Linked DNA regions of Mus musculus: region 1 is linked to region 2. A link is a contact called in public promoter capture Hi-C data. All regions are on one chromosome and are shown on one strand. Each heading gives the region's core, a stretch centred on a gene start, on an enhancer-like site or on the middle of the called end of the contact. The rest is flanking DNA. Distances are from core to core; before and after follow the strand shown. Region 1 holds the start of Mast1 (microtubule associated serine/threonine kinase 1). Region 2 has its middle 50 kb from the start of Ccdc130.

What was found. Promoter capture Hi-C pulls out the DNA fragments that hold promoters and counts their contacts.
Region 1: a contact with region 2 is called in a promoter capture Hi-C map of stem cell-derived epiblast-like cells, with 2.0 times the contacts expected there. The contact joins the promoter of Mast1 here to the enhancer-like site in region 2. A contact is called at or near these places in 6 of 39 promoter capture datasets (the HPC-7 cell line, HPC-7-derived erythroid cells, the SN4741 cell line and 3 more).

The regions. Positions count from the first base shown.
Region 1 is chr8:84,935,805-84,941,177 of GRCm38.p6, reverse strand. Mast1 (microtubule associated serine/threonine kinase 1) reads left to right here and starts at 3,825. Exons shown (of 26, transcript NM_019945.2): 1 at 3,825-3,983. The coding sequence starts at 3,901.
Region 2 is chr8:84,317,728-84,323,571 of GRCm38.p6, reverse strand. No RefSeq gene overlaps it. Among named protein-coding and RNA genes, the nearest start is that of Ccdc130, 50 kb to the right of the region's middle. Within about 2 kb of position 1,466, at least 12 of the 459 cell types and tissues checked have an H3K27ac peak or open chromatin away from gene starts, as enhancers often do. A contact at or near this core is called in stem cell-derived epiblast-like cells, where this site is marked.

The DNA.
Region 1 (5,373 bases), core at 2,576-5,075, 620 kb before region 2:
GCCTACAGCCAAACATTACGCAGAGTTCCAGAACCCCTTGGAAGGTGTGGGGAAGATTGTAGAAGCCAAAGGGGTCAAGGACACCACAAGAACATGGCCCACAGTGCCGACTAGCCAGGCCTCTTAGGGGCTCATAGAGACTGAATGGACAATCCAGGAGCCTGCATGGGTCTGCACTAGGTCCTCTGCATTATGCTATCGCTGTGTAGCTTGGTGTTCTTGTAGGACTCATAATAGTGGAACAGGGGCTGTCTCTTTCAACTGCTCCTGGGACCTTTTTCCTTCTACTGGTTAACCTCATCCAGTCTTCATATGAGGGTTGTCCTGGAACTCACTCTGTAAACCAGGCTGGCCTCAAACTCAGAAATCCGCCTGCCTCTGCCTCCCAAGTGCTGGGATTACAGGCGTGCATCACCACTGCCCAGCTTGTGTCCAGGCTTATTGTAGCTTGTCATGTCCTGTTTGGTTTCTGTCTCTGGGAGGCCTGCTCTTTTCTGAAAGGAAAAGGAGGAGCGGTTTATTGAGGAGAAAGGGGAGGTAGGGGTGAGTACTGGAAGGAGGGAAACTTGTGGATCTCAAAGGAGGAAGAAGTAAGATACAGTATATACTTGTAATCTCAGCACTAGGCAGGTTGAACCAAGAGGATCCCTTTGGGTTTGAGGCTGGCTGGACTACAAAATTAGTTTCAGGATATCCTTAAATAGTTAGCCTATAAGATCCTCCTGCCTCAGCTCCCTGACTGAACACTAGCATTACAGGCTTGCTGCACCCTTTCCAACAAACAAGATCGTCCTCAAGTGTAGTTGTATAAAGTCAGTAGGAATTATTACCACTGCTGCTATTAAGAAGGACTACTTGGGGCTGGTGAGATGGCTCAGTGGGTAAGAGCACCCGACTGCTCTTCTGAAGGTCAGGAGTTCAAATCCCAGCAACCACATGGTGGCTCACAACCATCCATAACGAGATCTGACTCCCTCTTCTGGAGTGTCTGAGGACAGCTACAGTGTACTTACATATAATAAATGAATAAATCTTTAAAAAAAAAAAAAAAGAAGGACTACTTGGGAGTTAGCGGGTAAGAGTATTCACAACCAGCCTTGAGCACTTGAATCTAACCCTGACGATGCACAGGACAGGAGAGCACCATGTCCACAGCTGCACTTGATCTTCGGGTGGGTGCGTGTTACGGTGCGCACACGAGTACATAAATACATGCAGTGTTTTTCTTTTTCTTTCTTTCTTTTTTAAGATTTGTTTATTTACTGTATGTAAGTACACTGTAGCTATCTTCAGACACATCAGAAGAGGGCATCCGAACTCACTACAGATGGTTGTGAGCCACTATGTGGTTGCTGGGATTTAAACTCAGGACCTCCGGAAGAGCAGTCAGTGCTCTTAACCGCTGAGCTATCTCTTCAGCCCTGTATTTTTCTTTTTTCATTGCTTTTTTTTTGTTTTGTTTGTGGTTTTTGGTTTTGTTTTTTTAATGTAAGACAGGGTTTCTCTGAATAGCCCTGACTGCCCTGGCACTCCATTTGTAGCCCAGGCTGGCCTATCCTAGAACTTAGAGATTCTACTGCTTCTGCGGCCAGACTGCTGAGATTAAAGGCATATGCCATCACATTCAGCCAACATTTTTTTTTTATTATTAAAAAAGCTTTTGGCAGGGCTGGAGTGATAGCTTAGTGATTACGGGCACTGACTACTCTTCGAGAGGATCTGGGTTCAATTCCCAGCACCCACAAAGTGGTTCATGGTTGTCTGTGACTAGGGTTCCAGGGCATCTGACACCCTTACATAGACATGAATATAGACAAAACACTAATGCACACAAAATAAATTTTTAAAAAATTTAAAGTCGGGCAGGGCAGTGGTGGCGCATGCCTTTAATCCCAGCACTTGGGAGACAGAGACAGGCATATTTCTTTTCTTTTCTTTTCCTTTCTTTTCTTTTCTTTTCTTTGTTTGTTTTTTGAGAAAGGGTTTCTCTGTGTAACCCTGGATGTCCTGGAACTCACTTTGTAGACCAGGCTGGCCTCAAACTCAGAAATCTGCCTGCCTCTGCCTCCAATTGCTGTGATTAAAGGCATGCATCACCACGCCTGGCCTTAAGTTTTTGGGTTTTTTGTTTTGTTTGGTTTTGGTTTTGGTTTTGTTGCTTTTTTGTTTAGTTAGGTTTTTTGGACAAGTTCCATCTTATCTACAAGCCTCTATCCTTGAATTTCCCACATGCTCTCTCCACAGATCCTCCCATGGCTGCCCCTTCCTGGTTTTTAAAGATTGATTATTCATGTATTTTATGTATATGAGCACTCTGTCTTCATACACATGAGAAGAAGGAGTCAGATCCAATTACAGATGGTTGTGAGCGGAGATGAGCTGGGAATTAAACACAGGACCCCTGTAAGAGCAGCTAGTGCCCCTAACCGCTGAGCTATATCTCCAACCCTGCTTTCTTTCAAAATTTCTTCTCTCTCTCTCTCCCCCTCTCTCAGTATGTGTGTGTCCATGTGTTCGCATGCATGTGTGTGTCAGCATGAGTGTGGAAGTAAGTAGCTTTCTCTTGGAATGTTGCTTGCCTTACACAATGTGGGTCTTAGGAATATACCTCAAGTCACCAAGCTTCTTGGTCACTAGATCCTCAAGCCAGGCAGTGGTGTCACACGCCTTTAATCCCAGCACTTGGGAGGCAGAGGCAGGTGAATTTCTGAGTTCAAGGCCAGACTGGTCTACAGAGTGAGTTCCAGAACAGCCAGGGTTACACAGAGAAAACTTGTCTCAAAAAACAAAACAAAGAAAGAGAGAGAGAGAGAGAGAGAGAGAGAGAGAGAGAGAGAGAGAGAGAATTTTTCGGTTTAGGGTATAGTTCAATTGGGAGAGCGCACTGCACAAAAGCTTGGCTGATAAACAGGGTGTGGTGGAGGGTGGAACATGCCTGTGACATCAGTGCAGAGAACCTGTAGGCAGAATCAGATGATCAAGGTTACCCCTCAGCTACTCAGCAAGTTCAAAGCCAGCCTGGACTTCCTGAGACCCTGTCCGGAACAAAGGACAATGTTTTACAAACACTGTCGTGGAGGCTCACAGTTGTGATCTGAACATTTGGAAGGTGAGGCAGCACTATCTCAGTTGGAGGGCAGCATGTGTGACGTAATGAGCTCCAAGCCATCCTGAGATATATGAGATTCTGTCTTGTCAAAAAGCCAAGTAAGTAGGGCGGTGGTGGCGCACGCCTTTAATCCCAGCACTTGTGAGGCAGAGGCAGGCGGATTTCTGAGTTCAAGAAGGCCAGTCTGGTCTACAAAGTGAGTTCCAAGACAGCCAGAGCTAGACAGAGAAACCCTGCCTCGAAAAACCAAAAAAAAAAAAAAAAAAAAAAAAAAAAGCCAAGTAAAACTTTATTTGCATGAACTTGTTTTTAGATGCCCAGTTGGGTCTATTTCTTGTGTAATTGAGCCTGTTTTGGTTACTGGGAATCGGGAGAGGAATCAGGAAGGCAAGGGTGACATGGTGATGCTGATGAAGCTCAGGTGAACGGAGAGGCATCGTGGGCAGTGGCCACTGTCCACGCTGACCTTCATCTTTTTTACCCCCTTTTCTTCCAGAAGGATTTACCCCTGCCCCGGAAAAGCAGCAGGTGAGCCTTGGGGGAGAGGTGCATTGGGATGAGGCCCCCAGGTAGGGCATCAGGCGTGCACACGGGCGGGGCCTCGCGCGGCGACACCCCGCAGCGCCCCCTCGCGACTGGCTGCAGCAACAGGGCCCTCCCCTCCCCCGCCTTCCCCTGGCCGCTGCTGCGGCTCCAGCCTCCGCCCAGCACACTCGCTCCCCGCGCTGCCGCTGCCGCTGCCTCTGCTGCTGCTGCCGCCGCACCTGCCACCATGTCGCCGCCGCCGGGTCATGTCTGACTCTCTCTGGACCGCGCTTTCCAATTTCTCGATGCCCTCCTTCCCCGGCGGCAGCATGTTTCGCCGCACCAAGAGGTAGACCCCCAACCCCTAGACCCTGTCCGGGACCTCCGGGTGAAGCCACCCTGCCGGCTGCTGCGGCAGGGCGGGGCCGGGATGCTGCTAGCTGTCCAGCTGCGCCAGAGGTGTCCGCGCTGTGCCCTCCCGCAGGGGATGGGGTTAAACGCGGACAGTGCGGGGCGTGCTGCGGGGGGAGACTGAAAAGGCCTGAGATGGGGAAAGGGGTCGTGCCTGCGGGGGGTTGCAGCGCCTTTGTTTGCAGACGCTGTGGGCTCAGGCGGCCTGGTGGGGGTAGGGGAATGCGGGGAGGGGGGCCTTGGCACCCTCAGAACAATAGCCGCAGCTTGGTTCCCCCCCGCCCCCATCTGCGTGCTCTTGGACAAGCTAATATGCTCAGTCACTGCGGCTGAGAGCGAGGGGGCTAGAGCGAGTGGGGGCTCTTCTTACCCAGCTGCTAGGCAGAGGAAGGGGGGGTCTTTATCACTGCAAGAAGCCTCCCAACTCGAACACATCCTCACACTGAAAATAGTGACACAGCGTCACACAGAACATGACCACACACATACAACCCTAGTGACTCCCATACACTGGGAGGCACCGCATATACTCAGCCACAGGTCAAAGCCATGCACAAATAGGGTCACCTCCCGTGTCACACACAGACACACACGCGCACACACACATCGTGTTCTCCTAGTAAAATGTCACACGCATGACTACCCACCAAAACAACGTTCCCATCCAAGATACATAGATCCAATTTCAGAATGAGACAACCATACGCCTAACAACATCACAGCATCTGTGTCACATTGACACCAAGATAAACAGACATAGGGACTCCTGCAAAAGCAGGGACACACAATCACATAGCAGATACCCGTGTGGTACATGGCTGCATGCTTGGATGCACCCGTTGTCACAGGGTGTTAAATCCACACACAGTAGATGTTGAACACACACAGCCAGCATCTCTCATGCTGATAACCCCAACTGACATCGGCACATCTGCAGCTTTCTGCCTTCATGCACCATGCTGGAGTTACACAGTCATGAACAAGCTGTGTTTCCCACTGCATCACCCACACAGAAGGATGTACCATCACACAGAGAACATACATGACACACTAGTGTCATTCAGTGTAGATCTCATACAGTGGATGCCGCATGTGAATGCTATGGGCAGACTCAAGGACACAGACATTCAGGGTCACCAGTGGTATCACCGTTGACTATCAGGCTATAGCTGACACAAACCTCACAGAGCTGCACAGGAGTCACACTCTACCCTCGATGTAGCACATACTGGCTGCTGCTTGGAAGAGAATTGAGGACCTGAAATGGAAGAGTGGCCGCATAGGCTCACACTCAAAGCTCTGGGGTCTCTGTTGACACCCGCTCTCCT
Region 2 (5,844 bases), core at 217-2,716:
TTTTTTTTAAGCAGCTAAGAGATGTCTGTAAAACAGCTGGAGTAGACTCGTGCCTCTGAGGCCTAGTAAAAACTACAGCTTAGGGTTAAAAAGCATGAACATTTTTTCTCTGCCCAGAGAGTCAGAAAAAATATATATATTAGATAGAGATGTTTTTAGCTCAATGAAAAGCACCCTTAAGTCTGTACTTAGAAAACAATCAAAGGAGATTTAAAATCTTGAACTTAGTCAGTGCTCTACCAGCTTATCAGAACTTCGTTGATCAATCTTAAAGCTCTGACCCTTTGAAATCTTAGTGTAACAAAAGCATTGAAGAAGGAAAAGAATCTGAAATGTTTCCCATTTTCATATGCCTTTTTATATATTCATCATTTTCTTATACCTTTACAACTTATATTTCTACCTCTTAAATTGTGAATTAGAATGTCCCCCGTCACCAGGACAGCCCATCACAGGGCTAAGGTCACTCATGGAGGCGGGAGGCAGGATGCAGGATGCAGGAAGCTTGATTGTGCGCACCCACGCCTCTCCCAGGGCTTACTTCAGGCTGTGAGAAGCCACAGGGCCCTGTTCCAGGAGGTGGGGAGGCGCAGTCTGAGGTCCCTGTGGACCTGCTGGGATTGGCTTGGGGTCCCCAGGCCTGCACGGAGGCCAAGGACCACAGGTTCTCAGGCTCTAGGACACCGCAAACACTGATAGATGGGGGGGGGGGGAGTGGGGGGGTTTACGGGCAGGCTCTAGCCCGGGACCCAAGGGAAAAGGGGCAGGAGAGAGCTCCAGCTGGGTCCCGCAGGGAGAAGAGTCCTTGTCTTGCTCAACAGCTGGCTTGGCTTGGTGGCTGACCATGTCTGGGAATGCAGAGAGGCCATCCTCAGAAGGTTAGACGTGGCTCTTTAGACAAGGGCCTGATCCATTGCTCCAACACGGTGGATCCCAATGAGAAGAGGCAGTCAATGGTTTTAAGGTGTTTATTGTAGAAAGGCAGAGAGAAAGAGAGAGAGAGAGAGAGAGAGAGAGAGAGAGAGAGAGAGAGAGAGAGAGAGAGAGAGAGAGAGAGAGAGAGACAGAGAGAGAGAGAGAGAGAGAGAGAGAGAGAGACAGAGAGAGAGAGAGAGAGAGAGAGAGAGAGAGAGAGAGAAGTAGAGGCCAGCCATGGCCACGTGGAGAGAGCAGGGAAGGGAATGCAGGGGGGGGAGCAAGAGGAAGCGGGGGTGGGGGGCGGTGGTGGTGCACGCCTTTAATCCCAGCACTTGGGAGGCAAAGGCAGGCGGATTTCTGAGTTCGAGGCCAGCCTGATCTACAGAGTGAGTTCCAGGACAGCCAGGGCTATACAGAGAAACCCTGTCTCCAAGGAAGAAAAAGGGGGTGGGCGCAAGAGAGAGAGGCAAGAGTGAGAGTGAGAGAGGGAGGAGGAGGCAAGCAGCAAGCAGCTCCTTTTATAGTGGGCCCCTATCTGGCTGTTGCCAGGTAACTGTGGGGAGGAGCATACCTGGTTGTCCCCAGGTAACTGTGGGGGTGGAGTCCAGACAGAGTACCAGGGGCTTGGGGCGTTGCCCTATGTGACTCATGGCCACAGACTTATGGAGCTGGGACCTGTGTCAGAAGCCTAGTGTCTGGGAGTGTGGTAACCTTCCTTCCATTCCTTGCAGAGTTTTATCTGCTGGGTCTCCAGGGTTTAAACCTAGCTCAGCCAGAAAAGAGGCTATCTTTCACGGTCCCACATTAAATCATTTTTGAGATGCTAAAAAATTACTTAAGCTTTTATATCCTCAGACATTTATATATTTTATAAGATTTTTCTTAGACCCTTGGAATTGTATGGACTTCAAACCTTTTTTATTTCCATTTAATTAATTTAATAATAATTTAAAATTATTTCATTTAATCATTGCAAGGTATGTTTCTTCAGTGAAAAGTTATACCTAAAAGCTGTGTATACTTTAATATGAAGTGTGTGAGCAAGACAAACTTGTCTGCCTTTTCTTAGTAGCTTCAGATGTGCTGACAAGTTGGCTGCAGTCTTGGAGGAAGGAGCTGTTTGCCTTCTGTCACTGAGCTGTCAAAGCTGCAGATAGCCTAGCCATCGATGCCCAGAGATCCGAGAAGGATAAAGTAAAGCAAGAAGTATAATCCAAATGGCCTCTGTATCACTTACAATGACAAAGACCAGTTCCTAGTCCATTTCCTAGACAGTCTTTCCAGGCTCTTGTGGTCCATGGAGTTGGAGGCAGAGGAACCAGGACAGCATCAGTCTTTGGCCTCCTGTAGACTTGGGGAGATTGACCTCACTTTGTCTAGACAAAATGGGGCCATCAACTCTCCAGTGTCCTTCTTGTCCACAGTTTGGGCTGGGTCCTGGCAGCAGGTGAGACATGGAGGCAGTCTTTCCCAATGGTTAGTGTTACCACAATCCAGATGGAGTCTTTATTGTTGTGCACCATTATCTTCTTGGAGACTTTGTGGTCACTGCTAGGACCCAGGAGTCTCTGTCATAGTGAGTTTAAACATCTTAAATGTCATATTCAGCACACCTCTGACAAGTTTGAGGGCCATTATCTATTAAGTGTATCTGAGTTAAACAACCCTTGATTATTTTTAGATACTTGCTTTAAGATATACCTTAAAAACATATATAGGAGGCTAACTAAAGGTTTTTCCTATAATTAATCACTTTAGTACTGGCATGACTACAAACACAGTTCTGAACATATTAAAGCTTAATCTTTAACAGTTTATAATTTAAAAAATCTGATTTGAAGTTCTTTTTGTGAATACAGTCTATCATAGGGTTTCTATTGCTGTGAAGAGACACCATGACCAAGGCAACTCTTATAAAGGAAAACATTTAATTGGGGCTGGCTTACAGTTTCAGAGATTCAGTCCATTATCATCATGGTGGGAAGCATGAAGCATCTAAGCAGATATGGTGCTGGAGAAGGAACTGTGAAGTGGAAACTTCTGGTTTCTTTGATGTTTTGCTAAAGCAGACACATGAAGGAACGTTTCACTGAAGCAGACACAGGTGAAAGGATGTTTTGCTAAAGCAAACATGTGAAAGGATACATGATGTTAAGGAGTATAAATATAACCCAACAGATGGTGGACAATGCTGATGGTATTGATAAGCCTTGCCATTCCTTACTAGTCATCATTTGCTGTGACTTCATAGAAAGAAATGCACCAAAAAAACCTTCTGGTGGTGTTCTGGCAGCTTCTTGCTGCTTCTGTGAACTCAGGCCTATTGGCAGAGCAAAGTAGAAGTTTCTGGATATGTCAGCTGATATAGACTCTAGTGGAGTTTTGCTAATATAGACTCACATGGTATTTTGCTGAGACAAGACCCAAGAGACAACAGGTGATGTCTGGAGGGAGTATAAATAGGACTCAATGGACAGTGACAGCGTGTTTTGCAACACTTTGTTGTTCTCAAGTCTTGTCTTCACTGATTTTCACCTTGTTGAGAGAGTCATGGCAGAGAACTTCTCCTGGTGTCCCTGCTGCTCCTGGTCATCTCTGATGACTCATGCTGATCCAGCAGAAGCCACTGCTGCTGATTGGTGTTTGCTCTCCTGACACTACTGAAATGGACTGCTGGTATCCTGACAATTGGACACTGAAATCACCCCTAAGGAACACCGTCTAACAGGGTACAGCAGAGCCTCGAAGCTTCTTCTGAATTGACCTGTTGCTGATTCATGAATGGTGTTTGCCAGTGGATGGAGCTGCTACTGCTGATCTGTGTGAACCGAACTGCTGATATCCAGACAATGCAGATTGGATTTGCTCCAAAGAGGTTTACGTCCCCATATCCTAATAACCTTTCTTTTCCACTATCTCTGGTGGTTGGTGGGCTAGAAGGGAGGTTAAAGCATTTGAGAACCATTATTTAAAGTAGGTTTTGAAAAAACCAAAGACTACAGAACTGTGAATTCTACATCTTGTTCCACAGGCAACGAAAAGAGACTGTGTTCCACACTGGTCAGAGCTTGAGCTTGACTTCAAAGCCTGCCCCCATAGTGACACACTTCCTCCAACAAGGCCACATGCATTCTAATAAAGCCACACCTCCTAATAGTGCCACTCCCCACAGGCCAAGCATTCAACCACATGAGTCTATGGGGGCCATGAAACATCTGTATTGGACACCTGGCCTCAGCAACTTTCCTTAGTCACAGGGGGAGATCCCATAAACCTTTTCACTCAATGGCCTCTCTGAGTCTCCATGTAAGGACACCCTTGACACATTCCTGAGCTTAGTGGCTTTTCCTAGTCACAGAGGGAAATTACATCCTTGATTTTAAAGCAAGAACCACGTGGCCAAAGCTGCCAAGTTCTGTTGCTTGCTGGGACTGGAGCATGGTCCCTTGATTAATTACATCTTCACCAGCTTTCTGTTTCAATTCTTTTCTTCACTGCCTAAGTTTGGCTGTCCTGGAACTTGCTCTGTAGACTAGGCTGAGCTCAGAGATCTGCATTCCTTTGTCTTTTGAGTGCTGGGATTAAAGGGTCCTAATGCTGATATTAGAGTGTATTACCACACCTAGATCTAAGCTTTTCTTTAATTCCACTTCACAAAATGGAAGTTTAGCTGGGTGGGATCTTGCTCAGAGATCACCATTCCCTTAATTCCATTTAATATCTTTAATCTCTTTACCTCCTTGTAAAAGATTTTAGCTCCATTCTACTCCTTGGTGCCCCTTTAATCCTTGATCCATACTTTTTTTTTCTTGTTCAGCTTGCAAAAACATTAGTTACCACACAACAGTGTCTATAATAGGCTATTTTGAAATTTCCTTTGCCAAGCAATCCAAAACTCTTCACATCAGCCTCAGACAAATGCAAAAAGCAGCCACATTCTTAGCCAAAATATCACAACAGTTTCTAGGCCACATACTAAAATTCTTCTTTGACACCACTTGAGCCAGGTCCCCAAAATTCAAACCACCTCTCAGCACCAATATCTTCCTGTTCCTCCTAGAATGGTCCATTAAGCCCATAAAGCATCCCACTGCTTTCCTAATCCAAAATTCCAAAGTCCACATTCCTCTAAACAAAAGTATGGGGAGGCCAATTACAGCAATACCCCCTGTCTCTGGCTTACTTAAGGTTTCCATTGCTGTGAAGAGACACCATGACCAAGGCAACTCTTATAAAGGACAACATTTAACTGGAGTTGGCTTGCAGTTTCAGAGATTCAGCCCATTATCATCTTTGTGGTGTCTATGCAGACATGGTGCTGGAGAAGGAGCTGAGAGTTCTACATCTTAATCTGCAAGCAACAAAGGAGACTGTGTTCCACACTGGTTGGAGCTTGAGCAAAGGAGACTTCAAAACCCATTAAGCCCAAATACACACTTCCTCCAACAAGGCCTTACCTACTCCAGCAAGGCAATACCTCCTAACCATACCACTCCCTATGGGCCAAACATTCAAACACATGAATCTATAGGGGCCATACCTATTCAAACCACCACACAGTCCATACGGAGACTGGCAACTTTATTTTCCTAGTCCTTACATAGTTCACCATTACTCTTCCATTTTAGGAGTGCCCTTTGGAAGAGCTATTAATCCTGTCATTCATCTATCCGGTCACCTTCAAGTCAGAATACATAATGACAGGTACATCCACAAGACAAGACACAGAGTCTGTGTGACAACAGAAACCACAAGACAACAGTTAACTCTTGGAGTCTTCTGCTTCTGAGGTCCACCAGTCTGACCAAGAGTAATCTTCTTTATAGTCTTCTTATACAATCCAGACACTAGGAACCCATCAGAGGCTGGGCCTCTCCAACTTTTCTCAGCTCCCAAATCTAGGCTGGATCTGTCCAAACCCTTAGC